6 separate regions of the Mus musculus genome follow, and all the other regions are linked to region 2. The links are chromatin contacts, called in public Hi-C, HiChIP or PLAC-seq and promoter capture Hi-C maps. All regions are on one chromosome and are shown on one strand. The core of a region is the stretch at or near the end of the contact, and the rest is flanking DNA. Distances in the headings are between cores, read along the strand shown.

The links. Promoter capture Hi-C pulls out the DNA fragments that hold promoters and counts their contacts. A called contact is a pair of places that touch in the nucleus more often than the background predicts. HiChIP or PLAC-seq counts read pairs in DNA pulled down with a chosen protein or histone mark.
Region 1: a contact with region 2 is called in a promoter capture Hi-C map of liver, with 3 times the contacts expected there. The contact joins the enhancer-like site here to the promoter of 1700028E10Rik in region 2. A contact is called at or near these places in 4 of 39 promoter capture datasets (cancer-associated fibroblasts, hippocampal neurons and liver), 1 of 15 datasets of contacts at CTCF or cohesin (the NIH/3T3 cell line), 3 of 484 Hi-C or Micro-C datasets (the HL-1 cell line, Sertoli cells and liver), 12 of 115 datasets of contacts at active chromatin or transcription factors (the 230-238 cell line, the NIH/3T3 cell line, astrocytes and 8 more) and 2 of 9 other capture datasets (adipose tissue and pancreatic islet).
Region 3: an H3K27ac HiChIP or PLAC-seq map of epiblast stem cells shows a contact between it and region 2, with 5 times the contacts expected there. The contact joins the enhancer-like site here to the promoter of 1700028E10Rik in region 2. A contact is called at or near these places in 2 of 39 promoter capture datasets (frontonasal cranial neural crest and liver), 3 of 484 Hi-C or Micro-C datasets (embryonic fibroblasts, myocytes and pancreatic cancer cells) and 13 of 115 datasets of contacts at active chromatin or transcription factors (the NIH/3T3 cell line, T-cell acute lymphoblastic leukemia, astrocytes and 8 more).
Region 4: an H3K27ac HiChIP or PLAC-seq map of T-cell acute lymphoblastic leukemia shows a contact between it and region 2, with 5 times the contacts expected there. The contact joins the enhancer-like site here to the promoter of 1700028E10Rik in region 2. A contact is called at or near these places in 8 of 39 promoter capture datasets (the 3T3-L1 cell line, 3T3-L1-derived adipocytes, hippocampal neurons and 4 more), 2 of 484 Hi-C or Micro-C datasets (Sertoli cells and liver), 7 of 115 datasets of contacts at active chromatin or transcription factors (T-cell acute lymphoblastic leukemia, cardiomyocytes, embryonic basal ganglia and 4 more) and 1 of 9 other capture datasets (embryonic stem cells).
Region 5: a contact with region 2 is called in a Hi-C map of muscle stem cells, with 3 times the contacts expected there. The contact joins the enhancer-like site here to the promoter of 1700028E10Rik in region 2. A contact is called at or near these places in 6 of 39 promoter capture datasets (the 3T3-L1 cell line, embryonic stem cells, hippocampal neurons and 2 more), 3 of 15 datasets of contacts at CTCF or cohesin (the NIH/3T3 cell line, embryonic stem cells and stem cell-derived epiblast-like cells), 23 of 484 Hi-C or Micro-C datasets (the C2C12 cell line, CD8 T cells, the HL-1 cell line and 10 more), 28 of 115 datasets of contacts at active chromatin or transcription factors (the NIH/3T3 cell line, SST interneurons, bone marrow-derived macrophages and 14 more) and 3 of 9 other capture datasets (adipose tissue, embryonic stem cells and pancreatic islet).
Region 6: a promoter capture Hi-C map of hippocampal neurons shows a contact between it and region 2, with 7 times the contacts expected there. The contact joins the promoter of Kl here to the promoter of 1700028E10Rik in region 2. A contact is called at or near these places in 13 of 39 promoter capture datasets (the 3T3-L1 cell line, the SN4741 cell line, cranial neural crest and 8 more), 12 of 484 Hi-C or Micro-C datasets (adipose-derived mesenchymal stem cells, cerebral cortex, cortical neurons and 5 more), 15 of 115 datasets of contacts at active chromatin or transcription factors (the NIH/3T3 cell line, T-cell acute lymphoblastic leukemia, astrocytes and 10 more) and 3 of 9 other capture datasets (embryonic stem cells, macrophages and pancreatic islet).

Annotation. Positions count from the first base shown.
Region 1 is chr5:151,079,140-151,081,839 of GRCm38.p6, reverse strand. The region is part of intron 3 of Stard13 (StAR-related lipid transfer (START) domain containing 13); the gene reads left to right. Among named protein-coding and RNA genes, the nearest start is that of Stard13, 110 kb to the left of the region's middle. Within about 2 kb of position 1,434, at least 7 of the 459 cell types and tissues checked have an H3K27ac peak or open chromatin away from gene starts, as enhancers often do. A contact at or near this core is called in liver, where this site is marked.
Region 2 is chr5:151,367,263-151,369,962 of GRCm38.p6, reverse strand. It overlaps 1700028E10Rik (RIKEN cDNA 1700028E10 gene), which reads right to left and starts at 1,288. Exons shown (of 4, transcript NR_045700.1): 1 at 1,107-1,288. It also overlaps a transcript of Stard13 not described here.
Region 3 is chr5:150,969,342-150,972,041 of GRCm38.p6, reverse strand. The region is part of intron 1 of Kl (klotho); the gene reads right to left. Among named protein-coding and RNA genes, the nearest start is that of Kl, 18 kb to the right of the region's middle. Within about 2 kb of position 1,356, at least 24 of the 459 cell types and tissues checked have an H3K27ac peak or open chromatin away from gene starts, as enhancers often do. A contact at or near this core is called in differentiating embryonic stem cells, epiblast stem cells, myocytes and 1 more, where this site is marked.
Region 4 is chr5:150,920,363-150,923,062 of GRCm38.p6, reverse strand. No RefSeq gene overlaps it. Among named protein-coding and RNA genes, the nearest start is that of Kl, 31 kb to the left of the region's middle. Within about 2 kb of position 1,417, at least 4 of the 459 cell types and tissues checked have an H3K27ac peak or open chromatin away from gene starts, as enhancers often do. A contact at or near this core is called in T-cell acute lymphoblastic leukemia, where this site is marked.
Region 5 is chr5:151,103,480-151,106,179 of GRCm38.p6, reverse strand. The region is part of intron 1 of Stard13 (StAR-related lipid transfer (START) domain containing 13); the gene reads left to right. Among named protein-coding and RNA genes, the nearest start is that of Stard13, 85 kb to the left of the region's middle. Within about 2 kb of position 1,334, at least 36 of the 459 cell types and tissues checked have an H3K27ac peak or open chromatin away from gene starts, as enhancers often do. A contact at or near this core is called in muscle stem cells, where this site is marked.
Region 6 is chr5:150,951,253-150,953,952 of GRCm38.p6, reverse strand. It overlaps Kl (klotho), which reads right to left and starts at 1,346. Exons shown (of 5, transcript NM_013823.2): 1 at 412-1,346. The coding sequence starts at 1,236.

The DNA.
Region 1 (2,700 bases), core at 185-2,684, 290 kb after region 2:
TCTATCTCTACAATGTATGTTGCACCCAGTCTGGGTGCTTACAAAGGTCACCGTTGTTTACCTCACCATATGAGAAATAATTCACAAATCAACAATGCTCTATCACACCATGAAGAGATGCATAGTGTCAGACAGTTACCCTAAAGAGTATTTTCTTCTCTCATGGTTTACAGGATTCAGGATGGTCTGTTTATAAGAAGATTGAAATTATACCCAACATTTCTTTAAAAAAAAAAAGTTTGGCTCTTTAACCCTCACCTTTCTTACTCTCTAGCCCTCCTTTTCTCTCTCCCTTTCCTACTCTCTCCACATGGCCGTGGCTGGCCTCTCTCTTTCTACCTTCTCTCCTTTCTCCCTGCCTTTCTACAATAAAGCTCTAAAACCATTTTTTTTAAAGTTTGTTTTTGATATCTTGTTAGTTTATTGTGTACTTAATTTTCAAAGATTTATTTATTTGTTATATGTAAGTACACTATAGCTGTTTTCAGACACACCAGAAGAGGGTGTTAGATCTCACTCATTACAGATGGTTGGGAGCTACCGTGTGCTTGCTGGGATTTGAGCTCAGGACCTCCAGAAGAGCTGTCAGTGCTCTTAACTGCTGAGCCATCTCTCCAGCCCCTATACCCAAAATGTCAAAATGCCTCCAATGATGATAATTTTGCACACTGGATTAAGAGCTAATTAGCATACAGTGGATAGACAAAATCTATCCAGACCACTGAGCTGGAGACAGTGCCCGTGTAAACTCAGGTAGGCATGACCACCCTTCTGTAATCTAATACACGGGACACACAGATAGGAGAGCCCCAGGACAAGCTGGTAATCTGGACCCTTTCGGGGGCTCTCCTAAGACCATTGGAAAACACAGATATTTACATTACAATTCGTAATGCTATGGTTGGGGGTCACCACAACATGAGAAACTGTATTAAAGGGTCACAGCATTAGGAAGGGTGAAAACCGCCCATCTAGACAGAGTTGATGAACTCTGGGTTCAAAGGAGAGGTCTTACCTTAATACGTAAGATGAGGAGGTGAAGACACTCAATGTTAACCTTTGGCCTACATATACACAGCCATGCACTACAAACACATGTGCACATACACCCATGAGAACATGCACACAATACATGTGCAACGAAAACAATCTCTGAAAAATAAATGCACATCACTTTATATCTTTAATTCCAAAGCCCAATAAATAATAATCATTATAATACAAATGGTATCTTTTCAAATTGACTGCTTTTAGAGCCCTTTGAGGTTCATAACAAACTTTAACTGATGCACAGTGCCCACATTTGCCCCTTGCCCTCACATACATTTCTACCACGATCAATATCTGCCAAAGGGCAGTCCACCCATTACAGCATGAAGTACACAGGGTGAATTACAGCACTGCTTTCTATTTAAATTCTGTGCTTTTGACGGGTGTATAGTGACAGACATGCACCACTGTGGCATTCGCATCCATTTCACTGCCCTAAAAACCCTCTGCTCTGCCTAGGCGTCCCTCCATTTCCCTAGTCTCTGGCAACTTCTGGTCTTTGGACTGCCTCCATAACTTTAACTCTTGCACAATGCTTTCTAATTAGAATCACAATTTACAGCCTTTTCATATTGGCCTTTAATAGTCACTTAAGTGTCTACTGTGCCTTCTGTGTCTTTATAACTCACTTCTAATTACCACTCTGTTGTCTGGTTATACCATAGTTCATCTTTCCAGCCACCGGACATCTTGATTGCTCTTGAATTTCACTAGTGATGACTAAAGTGGCTGTAAACACTGAGTGTGTACACATTTACACGTGGAAATAAATCTTAAACCCATTTGGGTGAATACCAACGGGTGTGTTTCGCAGTAATGACCTGTTCAGCTGTCTCACCTGAGCCATGTCCCATTGTCAGCAGCAGTGGGTGAGCGCTCCTGACCCTCGCTCTCTCAGTAGCACTGTTTAAAGAAGCAGTGGAACTCATGATTGCTTTAATTTGCAATTAACATGTTATACTGAACACTTTACGTTGTGTCTTATTTCATTTTATCTGTGTGTCTGTGTCTTTGAGTATATCTGTGTGTCACTGTGTGTGTTTATGTCTATGTGTGTGTGTCTGTGTGTTTCTATGTGTATGTCCCCCTCTGTGTCTGTATCTGAGTGTGGGTCTGTGTGTGTGTTTATGTGTATGTCCCTCTCTGTGTCTGTATCCTTGTGTGTTTGTGTGTGAATGTGTATCTGTGTGTATATCTCTGTGTGTCTGTGTATATCTGTAGGTCTGTGTGTGTATCTCTGTGTGATGTATATCTGTTTTTATGTCCCTGTGTGTGTGTGTGTGAGTGTGTATGTCTGTGTATATGACTGTGTCTGTGTCCCTGTATTTGTGTGTATGTATGTGTCTATGTGTGTGCCTTTGAGTGTGTGTGTGTGTCTGTCTGTCTGTGTCTATATTACTCTGTGTGTGTGTGTGTGTGTGTGTGTGTGTGTGTGTGTGTGTGTAGGTAGATCTATGTATATGTGTGTGTCTCTGTGTATCTGTGTATATGTTTGTGTCCCTATGTGTGTGTCCCTGTGTTGGTGTCTGGGGGTATAATATGTATATATCTGCATGTGTGGGTATGAGTGTACATGTCTGTGTATATGTCTGTGTCCCTCTGTGTGTGTGTGTATCTGTAAGACTCTGCCAAGCCTTAGTTACTGGGGAC
Region 2 (2,700 bases), core at 39-2,538:
TGAAGTGATTTTTTGAGTTACTATTTTCAAGAAACTCTGAAGAACAGAGATGACATAATTGAGAAATTTTGTATACCTGGTGTTACAGCACCCTCTACAACAGAGTATATTATATGAACTTGCTTCCCGAATGTGTGACTGTACAAACTTTATGGTTTTAGCGCTTAGTTTGCTCCCTTGGCACCTGCTAGAAAGGCTACTAATCTGTCGGGTTAATGTGTCAAAACAGCAATAACAGCGAAGAGCTCTCCTGAACTCTTTAAACTATTCCAACTGTGGGCCTTAGTCACCTAGCTCTCCTTCCATATCACCTCTCCCAGTTCTAAACTCTAGTGAACTGGCCTCTTAAAAGCCTTCTGAACTCAAATGCATGCACAGGTAGGGAAAATACTGCTGTAGTGGGGGAGAAAGGTCCAGAGACAAGTGACCGCAGATCTCTGACTTCTAAGGGACATCTCACTGGCTCGCACTGTGCATCTTGATACACAATAACTCACAATAGCTAACAGTGCTCCAAGTGTATTACATCTGGACTTTTTTAAACATGAATTCTTTTAAGAGGAAAGTTATGTTCACTTTCTAGCTCTGGTGGAAACTCGTTTTCCCTTATCTAAAGGAAATACGGCATAACAGCCACAGCGTTAATTTCACAGTTCTGAGATGAACCTGGTGAGACTGTCTTGTTTTAAAAACCTATTATCATTCTTCTAATGTTTAATCCCCGATACTGCTCGTTTTCGCAACACCCCAGCTTAACAGACGTAATGGAGCAAAAGCTTTTCTCCAACACAGGCTAACGAAAGGCTACAAAGTAAAGCCTCCTCTCTGCAAAGCGGGACATGGAGGACCTCGGTCCACGCCGAGTGAAGAACCGAAGCACAGTGCCCAGAAAGGAGGAAACAAAAAAGGAGAGCCAGTGGGGCAGGAACTGTGTCGCCAGGACTTGAAAAGACGGGAAAAGGCCGGTTTCCTCCCGCGTGAGGTCCGTTCCCGCTCCAGACTCCAACCATTTCCGCTCAGGGTAACCGCAAAACCCTTCCCGCGCGGGAACTCGGTGGAGGAGGAGTCTTGGGTCCCGCCCTTCTGGCGGAGCGCATAAAGCCTACCCCGGCCGCCGCGGTGTCTCTGGAATGTTCTGAAGGGAGGAAGCGCGCCCCTCCGCAGTCCGGGGAACACTCGGCGCCAGATGGCGCTACCGCACCGAGAGCCAGAACCTGCGCCTCAAGGGAGCTGGGCTGAGACACCACCGGAAGTGAGGGCTCCGCGAGCCTCCTGGCCCGGATATCCAGCCTTCTAGCGTGTTCCCGCGCGGGGGCGGAGCTACAACCGGAACCGGACTGCGAACGCGGGGCCTCGTGGCGGAAGAGCCAGGAGGGGCCTTGGAGGCGGTAACTTCCGCTGCGCGCGCCTGGTCTGGGCGTGCACGCGAGGGGCGGGGCCTCCGCGCGGGCGCGCGAGCGCTTGCGTACTAGGAGGGCGTTGTTGCGGGAGGCATGTGCTGATTTCTCCATCTTTGATCGCTTGCAGGCCTCGCCGGGCGGACATTAAACTGGTGTCTTAGCAGGTTTTTGTCTGTTTTGTTGCTTCCCTCTCACAGGAGTTGGTTTCTGGCTGTAAATTCAGTTTCTGGAAATCTCTGGAACGTTAGCGATGTACAAGGTAGTCTCGAGCTGCTTTCTCGCCATTGATTCCCAGCCAGTGTCAGTCCTTGCATCGTTACCCACTCGAGGCTACCCGTGACAGCTAATGGCATCTAAGGATTTGGAAAGGCTTATATTACGGACTTTTAAAGCGCTTAATTTGAGCTTTACCCTTTATTTTTGTCAGGATATTGGCACTCTGCATTCTGCGGTGTGGCTTTGCACAGAACCGTTTGTTGAGGGTTTGAACGCTGCCAGGGGAAAACTCCGCCCCTTTCCCACGTTGGCTGTGTCTGATCCAAACCCATTTTTAAGTAGCTGGACAGTACTTTACCCTGGTACATGGGCTTTGTTTTTATTTTAGTTGTATCGTGAGGACTATGAACTTGTATTGCAGAAAGTATTAGTGTCCACCTTTAAATATACATAACACTTTCGGCTGAAAGACAGTTTCCCAAAGCTCCCGAGTTTCCCAGGAATGTCTTCAGCTTTTGGTAGATGCTTTTAGGAATTTCAGAGGTCCTTGCTGTCAAAGATTTAAATAAAGTCAAACATAAAAAAGTAACAAAACATGCACGCTCGCACACACACTCACAAACACACAATTTTGTGTTGGCCAGTTACTTCTGGGCATGGGGCCTTCCCAGAAGTGTGGTTGATACTCCATAGGGGAAAATTGATTTTACCTTTCCCAGTATTATCAGTTATCAGTTGTACATGCCTTTTGGTTAGGAATGGAACTTTGTAATCTCTAACCCCTAGTTTGTACTGTTTTTTTTTTTTTCCCCCTTGCTTGAACCTGTTGTGAATGAAAACTCCTGGGGGTGGGGGGCCGGGTGTGGCAGAGACTGATTAGAATTTTAGTGCTGTAGCAAAATTGGAATGTTGCAGGTCCAGAGTTTAACTACCTTATCTTAGTCTAGTTTTAGTCTCCTATGTACTCCAACTGCCATTCCTTAGTCAGCTTTGTGTCAGAACTAAAATCCCATGAGAGATTTTTAAAAAGAATGAAATCTGTTGGCTGATACTAGCTTCTACCAACCTAAAAAACAAGAAAGTC
Region 3 (2,700 bases), core at 107-2,606, 400 kb after region 2:
TTAAAATTCTTCAAAGGAAGCCAGGTATAGTGGAGCACCTCTTGAATCCTAGCACTTGGGAGGGAGAGGAAGGCAGACCTCTGTGAATTCGAGGCCAGCCTGGTCTACAGAGGGAGGTCCAGGATGAGCAGAGCTATATATAGTGAAACTCTATCTCAAAAATACCAATAATAAAATAATAATTTAAAATTTCTTCAAAGGAGGGAAAAGTAACTTCATAGCTCACATTGTACAGAGCTTAACAACGTTTGTCAAATCATTCTACTTAATAATAGATCACACTGCTACGAACATCCTTCTAGGTCCTAAAGAGATGGCTCTGTGGTTAAGAGCAGTGGCTGCTCTTATAGAAGACTTAGCTTCTGTTTCCAGCACCCACGTGCCGCTCCCGATGGTCTGTAACTCCAGTTCCAGGGGATCTGACAGTCTCTCTGGCCTCCTCAGGCACTGCAGGCATGTGAAGCACAGACAGACATGCAGGCAAGACCCACATACATTACCAAAAAAAAAGAATTACTTCCAAATGACTGATGTAAAATTGTTAATAAAATATGCCAGCTTATGACCAGAATTATCACTGGATGTGATGGTGACCCCACTGACATTATTGGGGACATGGAGGAGCGCCAGCATCTCAGGCTGTACCCCGATGTTTCTATGCCAGTCAACCATGAACCAGAGGGAACTGTACCAGAAAACCATGAGGGACCAGGGAGGGAGGCACACAGCCAGATGCAGGACTGCGACAGGACTGTGAGCACTGAGACAAAAGACATCAGAAGGTCATCGCAGGATCTTTGATGCCAACATCCATCATCACCATCGCCCTGTCACTCTGCAACACCCCCATTGAGCAGTTCCCCTTCATTGTCAGCAGCGCTGAGACAAGCATTTTTTTTTTCTCCTATAACTTTCTAAATGTTCTCCTTTCTCACCAGCTTCTCCAGCTGGGAATCAGCTGATCAGCCCCTTCTCCCTGAGCCTTCCTGGTGATCAGACCATAGGCTCAGTTGCTTTTTAAATAACTCCCTTCCGCTCACAGGAGAGAACACTTTAACTCAAAGGGGGGAAAATGGCATGTGGATGTGTTTCTACAGCAAGAGACAGGGTAAGATTACAGAAAAACACAGCGTGCTTTGTAGATTTGTGGTTAGTGAGAAGCAATCTGTCTGCCCTCTTTCCATTTACCTGTTTGTGGTGGAAAGTTATTTAGGAGACAGGTTGAGGAGTTGCTCCCGGGGTGGCCTTGGTGACTCTGACCACAGAAAGAGGTGGGACTGAGAACATGAGCATGCAGTTTATACAATGACAGCTGCTCTGCCTCTGGGACAGGCTGTGTTCTCTAAGCAAGAGGAGAGGCAGGCACCAACAAATACCAGGAATGTGGATTGCAGAGAGCATTAGTATACAGCAGATGCTGTAAGAAGGAGGATGATCACAAGGACCTGCTGTGCCAAAGGAATGCGAGGTTTCCTGGTGTCACTCACCAGAGACTTATTTTCCTTTCAAACTATGGTGTGGTCTAACCTTTTTATTTATGTCTCTGTAGGGGAGACTCCATGTGTACCCCAACAGCAGTGTTTCCATTGCTCCCCATTTTCTGTAAGGTAATGTCTGCCACCCTCGGCCCCTGTCACAGCCAATCCTTCTGCCCCATATCCAGTCCTAGGAAACCCGGTTCCTTTACAGCCAGCCTGTGTGATTAGAAATAATCTGTAAAGATTATTTGTATCATTAAAAGAAAAAAGTTCTTGATGTTCCTGGGCTTTGTCCAGGTTCATTTACAAACGTTCATTCCATGAATTTAGTAATAGCTCATACGCTCCTTGGCTTCAGTGTTGAACAGTCATTACATACAAAGAACTGGCTCATACCAGGAGGTGTTCACGAGAAACCTTGGATTGTATTTTTGGGAACTCTTCTCATCCCAGAGGGATTTGTTTTCGGTTTTAAATGTGGGTCCCATTGAGTCTTCCAGAAGCTAAGACGGCAAGCTCGTGAAACTTTCTGAAGAGTGTCACCAGCAGCACCTGTAAATTTCGAGTCACGTGGTTTCCCAGAAACCCCAGGAAGTCATCTCCTCCACTTCCTGTGAGGCTGAGCTGCTGGGAGGAACTATTTTAAATGAGAAGAACCAGACCTATCTGATGGAGAAAGCGGCACGTGTGCACAGAACTAGGTTTGTAAAGCTGTATCCTGACAGGAGAAGAGACATTCTAAACAGAAACACACTTGCTCCTTCCTTGGGCGACCGGACCTCCCCGAAATAAGTCCCCTCCTCAGAATCCAACCACAGGAGAAGGAAAGTAAAGCCGTGGTGCCAGCTAGAGCTAAAGGGGGACCGAACTTGCCTTCTGAGGAGGGATTTCACGGCTCTGACAGCTTAATTACTATATGCATATTTCTGAGATTTTTTTAAGTTTTGTTTTTTTTTTTCTTTCATCAAATTGTAATACCCTTACAGAAAAGAGGGAGAAAAGTAGGTATCTTCCTGTCTCTGTTTGGGCCAAATGTAAATAAATCCTCTTTCCATTATCAGCTTGCTCCTTATTTATTTATTTATTTATTTATTTATTTATTTTTGAAGATGCATTGGCTTTATAAAACTAATACCCCTCGGTAGTGAGGTCTCTTGTTCTATGGCTAAAGGGTAAGGCAGAAAGAACTGCTTTAGGAAGAGAGAAGAAAGTAAGACACCCA
Region 4 (2,700 bases), core at 168-2,667, 450 kb after region 2:
CAAAGATGTTCCTAAGATGAATGAAGTACAGATACAATCAAGTACAATGTTACATGTTTTCCATCTGCACCCCTTTAATAGCTCAACCTGGGTGTGTCTTGACATTCATCAGTCCCTGGTTCTGAGGTGTCGCTCCCTGTGCTCCCACAGGGGCTGCCCTGCTTGTGGTGTGCCCCACGCAGGTAGCCACACTGAGCACACACAGCAGGCTCCATTCTGTAGAGCTGGACACTCAACGTGCACTCACAAACTCAGGGCAAAACATATTTAATTCTCTAAGTGCCTTGTTGAAATGAGGCCCAATGGCTTTGATCTTATAATTACAGTAGCCAAGAACATGTTTTTAATCTTCTGAATCAACTTTTCTCTGTTGTCACAGGCAGAAAACAGCAATTTCCAAAGAACAAAAAGGAATCATCTGGCTCTGCAGGAAACTAAAGGGTGATCCTTGGAAGGGAGGGGGGATTGGTGGGGATGACAGGATGGGAGGGGAGAGGGCGGGGGAGAGGGGAAGGAGGGAGGAATTGGGGAGCATGACCTTGGGGGGATTCAAACTGATGGGGATGACCTGGGGGGGGAAGGAGGGAGGAATTGGGGAGCATGACCTCTGGGGGAGGGAGAGGAATTGTGAGGTTGATCTTCTAGGGGGGGGAGTAGGGATTGGTTGCAATGACCCTTAAGGGGCTGGTAGCCATTGGTAGAGATGACTCTGAGGTGGTAGGTAGGGATGGGTAAAGACAATCCTCTGAAGTAGGGAGTAGGGACCGATGGGGGTGATCCTCTGGGTTGTGTGTAGTGATTGGTGGGTTATGAGAATTTTCACTCCAGAGAGTTAAATGTTAAAAGGTGTCTCTGAGTTGGAATAAAATGTCTTCTTTAAAGCCTTTTCCATGGTGCGTATTCCACAGTGCTTGGATTCCTTTGGCCAAAGGCATTGATGGCAGTAAATCAAAACCAAGATAAAACCAAAAAAAAAAGCACGCACACACACATACACACACACACGCATGTGTGTGTGTGTGTGTATGTGTGTGTGTGTGTGTGTGTATCCACACACATACAAACCATGAAGTCTGATTTGTGTTGGACATCTACTCCTAGGCACAGGGCCTGCCCTGGAGTGTGGTTGATATACTCAATGTCACTCTACAGGAGAAAACTAATTTCCCAGAAGCTATCATTTGCAAGTAGCTTCTTGGCTGGAACAGAACTTTGTGCCCCGTTCCCCTCCCTCACGCTGGAATTCTGTCTTGTTTGAACGTGCGCAGGCATTGTGGGAGCTATTGATGCTGTGAGTTTGTATGCGCACTAGCCCAGTCATATCTGGAAGATTCTGTTTCCCTGGAGTCATCCACCACCTGTGGCTCTTACCATCTACCCACCTCCTCTTCCACACAGTTCCCTGAGCTGCAGGAAGAGGTGTGATACCCACATCCTGTTCAGGACTGAGGAACACACAGTATTTAACAGGCAGGTGCACAGACCTATAGGAGAGGAAGGTGAGGTTCAAAGAACTCATAAATCTCACTACCTGATGGAAGGAGGGAAATACAAGACCAGCACTGTCATGTGCTGTGGAGGGAGACGGGGGCGGGAGGGGGGGGAGAGGATGGAGGGAAGGAGGGAGAGAGGGAGAGAAGAAGGAAGGGAGGGAGAGATGAAGAGAAGAAAGGTGGGAAGAGGGGGGACAGGAGAGAGAAACTACACATGGGAGAGGAAGAGTTTGCGCTCCCAGTCCCAGCTCAAGTCCTGCATGTACTTTTTCATATAACAAGGCTTAGATCATCCATATTTCAACACATCTGTCATATCCAAGCGTGTAGCACAAACACCGAATTTTGCACATTTAAATTTTAAAGATTTTTTTATTTGTGTTTGTGTGTATGTGTTCGAGAGTGCAGTGACCACAGAGGATATAAAAAGGCTTCAGATGGCCCTGGAGCTAGAGTTACATGGGATTGGGACCCACCCAACAGGGATGCTAGGAACTGAGCCTAGGTTCTCTAGAAGAGCAGGAAGTGCTCCTAACCATCTCTCCAGCCCAAAATTCTAAAAATGCAACGCTTACCACTGAATAATAATAAATATTATCCAATGTTTATTGTATCAGAAAAATGACCTCCAAGTGCACCTATAATCATCTGATGAACTGGAAATAAATGATTGCTAGAGAAAGAGAGTGGGGGAGAGGGAGAGGGAGACAGAGAAAGACAGAGAGAATGAGGAAGAGAGGTGGAGCTTAGAAGGAGGACATCCTATGAACCACTAATGTGTTCTCAGTGTAGAACTACTGGATATTCATTTGCAAAAGCAATTAAACCTGCACACAGAGCTTATGCTTAAATGTCAAGTATAAAACTGTAAAACTCGTAGCAGAAGATAGCCTAGTCGGCCATCACTGGGAAGAGAGGCCCCTTGGTATTGCAAACTTTATATGCCCCAATACAGGGGAATGCCAGGGCCAAGAAGCAGAAGTGGGTGGGTAGGGAAGCAGGGTGGAGGGAGAGTATAGGGAACTTTTGGGATAGCATTTGAAATGTATATAAAGAAAATATCTTAAAAACAAAACAAAAAACTGTAAAACTCCCAGAAGATACCCCAAGGGAAAAGATTAGGTAACTGGGTTTGGTGATGACCAGCCAGGCACAGCACTAAAAGCAAGTTCCATGAAAGACACAGTTAACAAACTGGATTCCTGTA
Region 5 (2,700 bases), core at 85-2,584, 260 kb after region 2:
CATCCAGCCTGGTGTTATTTATCTATGATGTCATAATTTAGACAACATAATTGTTCAAGGATAGTTGTAGCTTGGTCCTTTATATATTTATAGAATGAAAGGATAGAGAGGGAGGGAGGGAGAGGGAGGAGGAAGGGAGGAAGGGAGGGAGGGGGAAAGAGAGAGAAAGAGAGAGAATGAGATTATTTCTCCACGTTTCAAATTTTGATAGATCACATGATGCAGAATAGAACAGAACTGGCCATCTTTGACTTCTCCAAGATACATGGTTTTCTTCTTGAGCAAAATGTTAGCACTGCACGTAGTGGTACAATAATCTGAGTAGCCTCGGTAACACAACAATCACACAGAGAGAGGGAGACAGAGAGACAAAGAAAAAAGGAAACAGAGACAGACAGACACACAGACCGACACAGGCATATACACAAAGAGGCACGCACACACACAGAAAGACATAGAATACATTTTAAAACTTATTAGTAATTGTAAAACAGAGTTCTAGATCATCCATTAGTCTGACCAGGACAGATTTCCTATCTTTTTTTTTTTATTATTATGTGTGTGTGTGTATTTACTTGTTATTTTCTTTGGAAAAATGAAAGTTCATGAAGAACTGTTTTCAAAAGTTTCTGTTCGACAGTAGTTACAGTTTGAGCAGACAGACAGCATTCATTATAATCTTTTAGACATAAACTCAAAATAGTTCTATGGCATGAAGGTAACTGAATTTCAGTGTACTTGCACGATGTCTAAATGACTTTGCATGTTACATTCTTACAAAGCAGACCCAAGCACAGAACCCTAGTATATTTTCACAATAAGGATGGACTTGGTAGGATGCCTACCGGGCAGACTTGGGACCTCTTATTGAGGTCAGTGACCTTGGGCCACACATCAGCTCCCAGCTTTTCCAAGTCACTAATCCCCGGGAAGCCCTCTTCCTTTATCATTCTTACTCATCTGTTCAGATTCTCCTCGACATGGAAAATCAATGTTCTGACTGTGTTTCCCTTACTGAAGCCCACGTGTCTGATAGAGAGCTTTTTCCCAAGGTTCTGCTGTGTTTGGCTCTATCTTAAGACATCTTTGACCTTGAGATCACTGTGTATCAGGCATATGGAGGCTAATATTTTACTTATTAACCAATAAGCACATTGTACATTCTAATAGCAAAACCGCCTACCTCGGGCTGGCACTCATATTCCCACAGTCACAGCCATTTAGGAGAAGCCTTGCTGTAGTCTTCAAAGTGTCACATCTCATTTATGACTCCCCACACATAATACAGCCTTCTGTGGAATACAGAATGACTCATGTTAAGTGCCTTGTCAGAGGAGGAACTGGATGTGGGCTGACAGGTACCACGTGGCCACAGGGCCCTCCAACAGACATGCATATAAACCCATAAGCACCTGCTGCCAGGAAGGCATGAGCTCTCGAGACTCCAAGGCTCTTGACACGCAGACAAGGGGGCTCTCCATGTAAAACCATCTGAGTCAAATGTCACGTCATCTGCTGGGTTTTTGTGACCGCCTAATTGAAATGCACACCCTTTGCTGTGTACCCTGGAGAACACTGCAGCCCCCTCAGGGGTGTGCTTCCCTCATTTGTAAGGAAACCTGTTTGTCTTATCTGCCTGACTTTGATCCCTTTCTGTCGGAGCCAGGCAGTGTTCTACAGCCCTTAACAGAGGCTTTCTCATGGAGGCACTCCACAACTGTCTGTAGGATGAATAAATATCTCAATGCCTTCCGTTTTTGTTTTTAGGACAAATGAAGAGCTAAGTGGGCAGAGGTAGGGGTAGTTACAAACACCTCTGTCTATTACAGAAAAGAAAAAAGAAATCAGCATTTCCTCCATAGTAAGAGTAGCAAAGGCTACTCTCCTGTACCTGTGGGATGGCTTTACAGTGATGCTCTGAGGAGAGATTTGTCCTTTAATCTTACTATAGCTGAGGAAGCTGAGACCTGTAAGTTAGCCTACTCAAGGTCATGAGACCTGAGGCTGGAATTTAAGCTGAGCCTTTGCTTCCAGCCAAGGTCAGCTTTGTTCCCTCCCTGCATCCCCTTAGTCTGCTTATGCCCTCAAAGTCAGGACCATTTTTTCTGGATAAAGTGGCAGACTCTCTTTAGAGACGAAAGTATATGATTGAATGAGAAAGAAAACAATGAAAATGAAGCTAGAATACATCGTTTGTTTGTTTGTTTGTTTGTTTGTTTGTTTGTTTGAACTTCCCTGGAAAACAGTAACATTAGCTTTGCATAAAAGTGGGATCACCTTCTCTATTGAGATGCTTCTGATGTTCACTTTTAGCGAATTTACTAATTTCACCAACAGGGGTCATATTATGTGTTTGAATATCTTGAATACAGACTTATGGAGTCTGTAATCTACCAGAGTTCACTTGTTAATTTTTAAATTTTCCCTTATTTAGCCTTGTTTGTTGGTTTTCTCTCTCTCTCTCTCTCTCTCTCTCTCTCTCTCTCTCTCTCTCTCTCTCTCTCTCTCTCTTTTTCCAAGGCAAACCTTGAGACTTCAGCGGTCAAAAAATATCAGTCACACACCTAAAGTGAAATTCACTCTGGAAATTATGTAAATACACGTACAGGAGTTCAGAGATAAGGGAGCAACTATTACATAACGTATCTGCTGTCTAAATACCTAAGAGTTCCAGGACGGAAGAGATGGGAACTGGTTCTG
Region 6 (2,700 bases), core at 97-2,596, 420 kb after region 2:
GAGGTCTTGCACGGGCAATGCCTGTTTGCAGCTCGTGAACACGGGTGTTGCTTTCATTCACCGTCTTTATTCTGACTCTGCAGCTGATTCTAACAAATCTTGCTGGCCATTACCTCTAGGAACTTCGACTTCCCAACACCTGGGGAGAAACGCTTGCTCAGTGGAGAAATGGCCCCGTGTCCTTTTCTAGGGGCCCTAAAGCACGCGCTGCAGGATTCCGCTCCAGTTTCTAACTCCACTTCTAGAAGAGAACCCCAGAGCTGCTGGGGGGGGGGGGGTGTCTCCGCCTGCAAAGTGTCAGACCTGTGTGACCTCGTAATGGGTTCAAGTAAGGATTTCTGGAAGTGGCTCTGGCACTTCCGAGGCCCTCTGTCCCCCAAGGTGGCCCCCTGCCTGGCCCCTCGAACTCACCAAAAGTAGGTTGTGGGCAACCAGGTACCCGAGCCTGGAGCTGCCCCTCACGCCCGGGGCCAGGCGCCCGGTGGCATACCCGTGCCAGGCCACCACGTAGGGGTTGTCAATGGTGATCCAGTACTTGACCTGACCACCGAAGTGGCGGAAGCAGAGCTCGGCATAATCCCTGAAATGGTCGGCCAGGGCGCGATTGGCCCATCCGCCATAGGTGTCCTGCAGGCGCTGTGGCAGGTCCCAATGGTACAGGGTAACCACCGGCTGCACGCCCAGCTCCCGCAGCCGCTCCAGCAGCCGCCGGTAGTAGCGCAGCCCCTCGCGGTTGGGAGTGCCCGCGGTGCCATTGGGGAGCACCCGCGCCCACGATATGGAGAAGCGGTAGTGGGTGACCCCCAGTTCGCGCAGCCCCTCTGTGTCGCGGTAGACGTTGTTGTAACTATCGCTGGCCACATCTCCAGTGGAGGACAGGGGAGGCGACGGGGCACCCGACGGCGCCACGACGATCGGGGAGTCGGACGGGGCCGCCCCAGAGTGATGGGTGAAAGTGTCCCAGATGGACGCGCCTTTGCCGTGCTGTCGCCAGCCGCCCTCGGTCTGATAGGCGGCGCTGCCTACCGCCCAGAGGAAACCGTCGGGGAAGGTGTCGTGGAGGAGGCCAGCGGCCTCTGGGGCAGGAGCGCGCGCGAAGCGAGCCCAGGTCTGCGCGCCCTGACCCGGCTCAGCGCTCAGGCAGCGGGCGCGCAGGGCGAGCAGCAGCAGATGCAGCAACAGCAAACGGAGCAGCACCAGCCGCGGCGGGCGGCGAGGAGGGGCGCGGGCTAGCATGCTGCGGGAGCCGGGAGGGCACCGCGCCGCGCCCCTATATGCCCGCGCCCCGCCGCCCTCCCTACGCGGTGCCCACCCCCGCTCCCGCCGCCCCACGAGCAATGATTATCCAGAGCAGGCGCCGCCCCCCACTCCGGCCTGGCACGGGGGCGGGACAGGGGCTCAGCCAGCCAGGGTGCCCAGAGAGAGCACAGCAGGGGTCATAGGGACGTCGGAGAACAAGCACCTGCTGCAGCCAGCTCAGGGAGCAGACTATTCCACATCGCACAATCCTGTGGCCTCCATCCTGAGATGTCCCCGCGTCGCCCACTCCCCGCGTCCACTCCCTTTGCCTTCCTGGGACTGGTGTTCCTGGAGGACAGAAACAGCTGCCCAACTTTGCACAACGTTTGGCGCCTCGGGGGTGGGGGAGTGGGGAAAATCACCTGCTTTCCCCTTTCTCCCATTCTGAGCCCTCTATCCAGGGGAATCTTTCAGAGAACATCCCAGGAGAGCTTTGCTGTATCTGAACACAGCAGGAAGGCAGGGTGGGGAATTCAGGTGGAACTTTGCGAGGTTTAAGAGTACTCAGGCAGTTTTCTTCTGATAAGAGAGTCCCCCATCCCATTAGAGAAGGCGAGAGTCCGCCTTGCCTCAGACCCCAGCCTGCAGAGCCTACAAGAACACACAGTGGGTCTAAGAATGATGGGTTGTGTGAGGCTTCTGTTTCTCCTTTCCCTGGGTCGTCCCCTTCTCTTCCCTCCCCCGTTATCCCCCTTTAACCCTTTAAATCAGCAGTGTTCCTTAATGAGATCCCTCTGGATTCTCTGGTGAGGTTGTAGCTGTGAGTTGTTTTCCAAGAGAAAGAAAAACTCCAGACCACTCACATTTCAACTTCCATGGCACCATATCCCGTTCATCACCCTTTGCCATCCTTCTTATGAATATCCACGTTTTGACGTCCAGCCCTGGCTTAGCAAGTGGGGTCTCTGGGCAGGAGTGCTGGGTGGGAGACTTCTGTCCCCCACGCCGTGTATGTATGTATGTATGTATGAATGTACACCTATACCTATACATATACACGGGCTTTGTCCCATTCATTGGGAAACATCTCGAAGCTCAAAGGACAAATGTACACTAAGATGAGTCCCTAAGGGAAGCCCAGAAAAAATGAAGGATGCCACCATCCTACTCAGTAAGGTACAACTCAGCCGCTGCCTCCCGCCCACAGAGGGATGAGTAACATCCTTGCAGAACAGGCACTCTGAGAGTGATGTCCTCCTCAGAATTCCACACAAATAGAAAGTCAATACAGCCACAAGTGTTACATTCGAAGATGCTTGCTACAATGTCAGCACAGTAAACTTACTCCAGTACTTGATGAAATAGTCTCAACTCCAGCAAGCACACATTATCACCATTAGTGATATGAAGTCACCAGGTGGGGACAAAGACACCTCGTTTCTATTCAGTGTGTCATTAAAA